Linked DNA regions of Gossypium arboreum: all the other regions are linked to region 2. Evidence: chromatin contacts called from public Hi-C data. All regions are on one chromosome and are shown on one strand. The core of a region is the stretch at or near the end of the contact, and the rest is flanking DNA. Distances in the headings are between cores, read along the strand shown. Region 1 holds the start of LOC108479148. Region 2 holds the start of LOC108479344 (urease accessory protein D). Region 3 holds the start of LOC108476768 (allantoate deiminase 2).

What was found. Hi-C and Micro-C count contacts between places; a contact is called where the count stands out from the background.
Region 1: a contact with region 2 is called in a Hi-C map of leaf, with 4 times the contacts expected there. The contact joins the promoter of LOC108479148 here to the promoter of LOC108479344 in region 2. A contact is called at or near these places in 2 of 5 Hi-C or Micro-C datasets (both in leaf).
Region 3: a Hi-C map of leaf shows a contact between it and region 2, with 3 times the contacts expected there. The contact joins the promoter of LOC108476768 here to the promoter of LOC108479344 in region 2. A contact is called at or near these places in 2 of 5 Hi-C or Micro-C datasets (both in leaf).

Annotation. Positions count from the first base shown.
Region 1 is chr12:9,946,889-9,949,588 of ASM2569848v2, reverse strand. LOC108479148 reads right to left here and starts at 1,374. Exons shown (of 10, transcript XM_053022842.1): 1 at 908-1,374.
Region 2 is chr12:10,095,083-10,097,782 of ASM2569848v2, reverse strand. It overlaps LOC108479344 (urease accessory protein D), which reads left to right and starts at 1,415. Exons shown (of 8, transcript XM_017781885.2): 1 at 1,415-1,570; 2 at 1,661-1,726; 3 at 1,816-1,890; 4 at 1,991-2,035; 5 at 2,214-2,447; 6 at 2,608-2,690. The coding sequence starts at 1,466. It overlaps LOC108476753, which reads left to right. Exons shown (of 11, transcript XM_017779058.2): 9 at 1-143; 10 at 333-459; 11 at 649-1,038. The coding sequence ends at 800.
Region 3 is chr12:10,225,828-10,228,527 of ASM2569848v2, reverse strand. It overlaps LOC108476768 (allantoate deiminase 2), which reads right to left and starts at 1,333. Exons shown (of 12, transcript XR_001870133.2): 1 at 1,083-1,333; 2 at 559-638; 3 at 8-111.

The DNA.
Region 1 (2,700 bases), core at 125-2,624, 150 kb after region 2:
AATTTGTTTAAAAGACAATAACCTCACAAACAAGGTCAATCAAGCATTGCATTATTATATTGATGCACATAAATGGAATTAAATACAAACCACAACTTATAAAGAGCACAATATTTTTCAAGATAAATGAACCCAGTCTAATTTTTTGGGAGAAGTAATTCTTGCACTTGGATCATACCATATATTTAGCACAAATACCCTAAATTTAATTGAGAACCTCATAATAGAATTTTTGAAGTTAATTTTCTGTTAGGATTCTCACCTTCTAACAACTTTCAATAAAACTTTTAACGCAACAGAGAACAGAATTGAAGCTGTAAAAAACATTTCAACTGAATCATACATCTGAGACATTTTTTTTTTTTGGGGGGGGGGCAAAGTTAAACAAAAGAATCGAAGATACAAAGCAGTAGTTATAATGCATCTGAAGCAAATCTAGAACCCTAAACATGAATTATAAATAACGCGGATTCCAAGAAAAATATGCGAAGGAAATGGTGCAGATCAAACAAACATTCCACGAAACTACTTAAATCAATCCCACAAAGTGTGATCCCATACAAGGCAAATCCAACTTGAATACCGATTTGCTTAAATCCATGATAAAACAAATAATTTATATGGTTGAAATGACAACATCGAAATTAAGTAGTAATAATAACATGCAGTGAGAGTCGGCAGTCTAATCTTTAAAAAAAAAAAAAAGAACTCTAAATATTCTCTCCAGCACTGATCAGACACTAAAAAAAACTATACTTCTGTACAAATAGAACCATCACCACGCCTATAACCAAATCGAAATATAAATTCGAATCGGAACTGAAAACCATAAACAGATTGAAGGCTATAAACTTTACTAAAATCTCACACTAATCCATAAAATAAATAAATAAAAGAGTATGTTTACCTCAAGAAGGGAAAGCTGTGAACTTTTAAGCAGCAAAGGAGAAGATTATTAACTTTCTCTCTCTAAAATTCGCTCATTTTCTCCGTCGAAGATTTTGATTAGAGAGTCGTCTCTCTTTCTCCCTCTATCATGTCCTTTTTCTTTTTTTATTTTTTCTTATATGTTGGTTTTGATCTTACTATTATTAAATTTTCTATTTATTTTTCTTTTGTATTTTTCTAGATCTATAAAATTTTGCCTCTTTACGACCATTTCGACACGGCAATCATTATTTTTTTAAACTTTTCTTTGCCCTTCTTTTAACTTCCTTTTATTTTACAATTTGCTTGAAAACGTCGGCAATTTGGCCCTCGACGCACGGGGTGACCGCGTAGAATGCACGGAGCACTTGTTTGTGCGTGTTCATCTAGGTTGTGTGGGTCCCGCGGTGAGAGACGGACGGTTATGGGTTGGTGAGACTGAAATTGGACACTGCTGTGCGAACAATTTATGATTTCGATTATCTTAATTTTATATTTTTCTTAAATTAAATTTTGATGTTTTAAAAAATATTTAATCATTTAAAATAATTCTTTGATATTTTAATTTTCAGTTTTATTATAGTGCTAAACTATCCAAAAACAGTTTCGACGGCTGTTACTGAAATGGAGAGTAAAGTAGGCCGTGTTTTTCAAGCTTTGCTTTATGGGCTCATTTACCCCTGGCCAAATCCTGTGGGCTAAGATTTATCGATCGCCAAGTCCGGCAAATGTTCCAGATTACACAAGCTTTGCTGACGACTCACTCATGGTTGGTATTCTTTTCTTTATTTTATGTTGAAACTAAGGTGTTCATGGTAACTAATCTTCTAGCTGCGGGTATTTTTTAAAAAGATAAAAGTCATGAAACGTGTTTCATTTTCTTAGGTAAAGATTGAACTCTTAATATTATAGTTAACGAATAAAGTGAGCAACCATCACATTTCATAATTTTTTTTTTCTGTTTTCATGTCTAGTATATTTATTCAATTTTTTTTCTTGTCAAAATAAATGTATAATTTGATAGAAAAATGATTTTAGAGTGAAAGACATGACAGAATGTGTCTAAAACTTCTAACTATGATGAATGTATTAATTATGGATATGATATCGAAAATAGACGAATTTTATATCACTTTCCAATTCGAACTATCAAAAGCAATGTCTCCTTACATAATATGGATTCTAAACATTCATAATCTAGATGTGAAAGAGGCAAATTACTTATCCATCGGTCTATTAGTGAACTATCTCTTCAAAGACTGTGAAAGATGTTCCACTAGAAATATTCTTATTATTGCTACGACTTATATTTCCCAAAAAGTGGATCCCACTCTAATGGTCCCAAATAAATTAAATACATGATTAATATACGAAGACTTCCTATTCCACAACAACGAATATCACTTTTTTCACTCTTTCATATACTAGGGGATTTCACTTGGAAAAGAAAATGTTCCATACTAATGGATATGGGTCCATAACCGTGGATTCCAATGCACAAGATCTTGTAATATTTACCAATTAGGCCCTATCAATTAGTATTAAATAGAAGAAATCAATTATACACACTAACGCAATTAGATCTGCTCTTCATAGACAAACTTGAGGTTTGCAATCCCACGTGCTAGAATTTCATATTAAATTTGTAGTTTTATTAGTAATTTTCATAATTTTTTAACTAAACTAATAATTATGTTTTCAGTATAATTAAAAATAATATTTTTCAATAAAATTGTAACACACAATACAAGTTTATTGAATGCCATACAATTT
Region 2 (2,700 bases), core at 166-2,665:
AGGATTCAGATGACTTGACCCCCCAAGATATCCAGTTCAATGTGGTATCTGAGAAGAAGCCACAAGATAATGAGCTTCGTGATGCAGAATTTGCATGGCTGTGTGTCAAGCATGTCAAAAGCAATGCTATTGTAATAGCAAAGGTTTGAACTTTCATTTTGTTAGGAAATTCAGTACTGATTAAAATGGTGCTTAGTAATCTTGTTGGCCTGGAGATCCTTATGATAAATATGTACCCTTCCTCTTCCAAAAAACATGTTTGGATAAAACAGCCATGAAAAGAAAAGCTTAGTATGATGAGATTTGATGACCCTTTGACATTCGCTCATCAGGACAACCGTATGTTGGGTATGGGAAGTGGGCAGCCAAACCGTCTGGAGAGCTTGAGAATACCTTTGAGGAAAGCAGGAGATGAGGTCAAGGGAGCTGCTTTGGCTAGTGATGCATTCTTTCCATTTGGTAATTACTACCTTGAAAAGTTTTGTGCTCCTTATTGTTTTTAAGATCCAATTTCATAGGCACACAGACATGCAAATAAATACTGAAAACGTCTCAAGTAATGGACCTGTATGCAGGCATTCAATCTAGTAATGATTCTTTTGTTCATATGACCTGTTACCTAACAAATATGTGTTTTTCTATTAATAGCTTGGAAAGATGCAGTGGAAGAAGCTTGTGAAAGTGGTATTGGAGTGATTGCAGAGCCTGGTGGGAGCATTAGAGATGGGGATGCTGTGGACTGTTGTAACAAGTATGGAGTTTCATTGCTTTTCACAAAAGTGAGACACTTTAGGCATTGATGCAATTTCATTTTTGCCTTCATGGGTTCAACTTGTGCTCTAAGGGGAAGAGTAGTTGCGGGAGGATGCAAGCGAATGCTGCCGCAATGTCGTGCAATTTGTATGGCTGTAATCTTCACAAATAAGAAACGTTTGTGTTTGTATTTAAATTTTAGAAGATGAACCCTGCAGTTTTGCAGTGCATATTTTTTGCTCTTCTGAGCTTGCCAAAATAATAGAAATAAGAGATCTTAATATAGATTGTCCTCAATGGATCACTGGCATAAGAAAAAACCAACACGGCCAACTGCATATTCTTGGTCCTGCATCCGTTCATCAAATCAAATGATTCTTTCAGTCGAAGAGAAATCACTATAGGTTTACTTTAATTCAGTTTTCCACAACACAATTTCCAAATTGAACTAGCACCCACTTCTCAAGAGTGATAAAATTAGTCAAAACCATCTGAAGATGAATACCTCAAGTAGACGTAAATCTAAAGCAAGGATCTTTTGTACCGAGCACTTGACAGAGCTTTTTTGAGTTTGGGCTTTTAACTTTAAAACCCTCCATAGAACTTGGGTTAGAGTGTTCCACACAGAGCAGCCTGCCCTCTAACAAAGCCCAATGAGTATTTGTAATAGAGTGTTCCTTTGTTACGGGGTTGGGAAATATGGAAGTAGAAAATGGAAATGGAGAAGGGAAAGGTTGTAGTGGAGAAGGTGAGAGGAAAGTCAACAGTGATAAGAAGCTTCTCAAAGTATCCACTTAAATTCATTATCCCAAGAAAGGTTTTCTCTCTTCTTATATTACAACAGATAACTAACAAGTCTTTTTGTTTATTCTCTTCAACTGAAGCTGATGATTGGTTGATTCCTCAGGTTGGTTCTTCCATTACCGATGCTGTCTGGATTTACAGCCTCACCTATGGCGGTGGCATTGTCTCCGTATTCTCTCGTAACTCAGACATCAATCTTTCTATCATTTCTTTGTGTTTTCGGGGGGTTGTGAATTTGTGTATCGTTGTCTTTGTCAGGGGGATTCTATTTCAGTTGAATTTACAATTGGAGATGGCTGCACTGCTGTTCTTACTACCCAATCCTCTACAAAGGTCTGATCTTTATCTGATGAGATCACATATTGGTGCACTACAAATTGGGTTTTTACCGCATTGGTTTCTTAACATGGTTCCACCTGTGTTGTGGTATTAGGTCTACAAATCTTTGGGATCCAAGTGTTCTGAACAAGTCTTGGAGGTAACTATCCTTCCTTAGTTATGACCCACATGCTAATGCAGACTGATGCATAACCACTAATTTACGCTAACATCTTATCTTGGGTGAGACCTTTTATAAAAAAAGGTTCTACATTTTGACTGTGTTTAGATAAATGGTTGCGGTGGAAATGGCTAAGTTTTGCTTTGCTATGCAGTAGGCAAGAATTGGTAGTGGTGCTCTATTTGTAGTCATTCCGGATCCAGTAACATGTTTTTCCACAGCAAGATATTCTCAGAAACAGGTCTTCAGAGTGGTGTCCGACTCAAGTTTGATCATTGTAGATTGGTTTACAAGCGGCCGTCATGAGAGTGGGGAGAAATGGGATTTTGAACTTTATCGGAGCAGCAACTGCATATTTGCCGAAGGCAATCAACCTGTCTTTCTTGACACCGTAATATTCTCATTATCACCTCTAGTTGTAATGCTAATCTGTTTATGATCATGATGCATGAAAGAAATGGTGGCCTCTGATGTTCTCGTAATGTGTTAATCTCTCTTTTTTTCTTTTATTTGCTTCCTCCTTTTCGCATTGTTCTTTTATGAAATCATAGGTCTTGCTAGAACAATCTAGCCCGGTGGATATAGCAGAAAGCATGCACGAGTACCAAGTCATCGCAATGGTCTTAATCTATGGGTAAATACTT
Region 3 (2,700 bases), core at 84-2,583, 130 kb before region 2:
AGCTAACGTTCTCAAACCAGCATCCTCCATCCACTCACGAATAAGAAAGCCTGCCCTCACAGAAGCTGGGCTCATAAATGTTCTCTCAAGGTAGCCATCAGCATCACTCACCTATAAAATGAAGCAAACAACATTCGTTAAACATTGCTTTCCTGTTAACTTAGGCAATTCATCAAAAACTAATGACTAACTAACTTGGCTCCACAACTTTCAACTGGTCACTGGTCGTAATCACATACGCATAAGTCATGGTCCCAACCATGTATTATTGCTAGGTTCAATGGATATGTGTAATCTTTAGTCTAATCCTTATTGAATTAAATTTGTTCTAAGAGGCTCATGTACACTGTTTAGTAGACGAGAGAAATAAATTTCTCTGCATTCCTCCAGAGCTGGTTTAATGATTTCGTCAAATATGATATGAACAATTTCTGGGTCAGAGGAAACTCAAGTAAAGCCCTTGCCTTCTCCTTCTTTTCGGGGTTTTTTTTTGGGTAATCTGATAATAGAAGAACACACCATCTTTAAAATAAAAAAATTGATATAAATGTCAAATACCTTTCCAAGATTATTAAGCCTTGCAACTGCCTCGTCCCTTAAAATTTCTGAATACAAAGATCTCGTTTTGCCATCTTTTTCTTCAATAACCACATAGTAAGACAACAATCATTACTCGTAAACCAAACAAATAAAAAGTATATATAAATATAAATAAGAACACTATTAAGTAGTAAGCAGCGAGTCATTCTTCTTTCTTATGCAGTTATGCTGGTGTTACACAGGATAAAGATAGAGAAAAGAAAAAAGGTTGAAGCTAGCTATGATCTCTCATCTCATCTATCCCTGCATTCATCCACTATTTAAAAAAAATACTTTTTTTTTTAAAGAAAGAGAAAGTGAAGACAGGTAAAGAGCTTGAAAGGATGTTAAGATTAAATTGAAAGGAAAAGATGAATGAATTATACCAAAATGGAACAACTGAAATAAAATTAATTTATCGTCCAAAATGTAAAGAAAAAAAGGGAAAAAAAAAACAAGAACGAAAGCCGGAGTGATATATAATGAAAAAAAAAGGGAAATACCAGAAGTAGTTGCAGAAGCAGGATAAAGATGAGAAGAAAGGGTTGATGATAGGAAAAAGAAAGAGGAGAAAAAGAGAGAGAAAAGGGAAATTCTGGTAAAAGTCATGTGTGCCGCTGAGTGAGCTCTGCGAGAACAAATGAAAATGGTGAACCAAAGAGAGAAAGAAACAATGGCCACGAAACAAGAGATAAAGGTTGGCTCACGCTTCTCTTCTCTAGTCTCATCAATCTTTGATTAAATAAATAAGCAATCAGCAGTCAGCAGCCAGCAGCACCTTGTTGGTAGTGGACCCAAGAATCTCGAGGGATCGTTATGACGTGGACTCATCTTAGTTAAAGTACAAAAAGCAAACTTCTCTATCTATTTTTACTGTGACATGACATGGGTTATTATTTAGTTATATTAATTTTCCTTTTTTGATATTTTTATTATCGAAATATGTAATTATCTTTTTAATAATATTTTATTAAAATTTTAATAAAAATATTATTTAATATAAATATAATAATTAATTCACTATTTTTAAATAAAAAATATAATATAATATCATTCATAATATAAAAACCTTTCATAATAATTATAAGGGATGAAATCTGAATTGCCTTGGCCAACCTAAAACCGACTCACGTGCAGCTTTCTCGTGATTTGCATTTGCATACTGATGGATGAGGTTAAAATCTATTTTATTTTTATTTAGTGTTAGAATTGTACTTAATAGTTTACAAAATCCATATGAAGTTTATTTCCAAACGAACTTTACCTAAACAGTAATTATCCCTTTTTTTTTTATTTTTTTTTACCAAATCCTTTCCCCTTACTCCTTCAATAAAAACAAGAGATGAATTGGATCGAGAAAATGACTGTGATGGGTGGGCCCCATCCACGTATGCTTTTCCTTTTGTGATCAGAAACTGGAGGTGACTTGTGGGTGGATCCCTCCATGACCCTGAATCACCATGCTAATTCATTTCACGCATCTTGTTGGCCACAAAATCTCATCCATCCTTATTCTTAATTTTATTTGCGTTACTCCACTCCACCTAGTCCTTTATATGATTATTTATATAACTGTTTAATTTTTATAAATTATTTATTATGGTATCGATAGGGATTATATAAGTCAGTATGTATTGTTTCGATCTTAAATCAATATCAAGTAGTATATATATTTTGTTTCAATTAAAATTTTGATGTGCTTTAACCCGTTTGGTTAATATCGACTTGTATCGTGTATATCGGTTGGTACAAAATTTTGATATTTTAAATTATTTTAATTTTTATCTTAACCATTTTATTTTTCTATAATTATATTTAAAGTAAAAGCTATTAAATTAAATTAATCAACCTGATTAATAATTTTAAATTTTATATTTACATATAAATATATTTATATTGATGTAATTGAGATATATTTGCATGTATATATAATATATAATTTATTAAGAAATTAAAATAGACTATAAATATATATATGAAAAATATTTACATGTATATATAATTTATGAAGAAACTAAAATGAGACTGTATATGAAAAATATTTAAAACATCTAAAACCCAAAGCGGTACATTGAAACATCTAGTAACGGTTATTTTATTTATATAAAATAAATTAAAAAT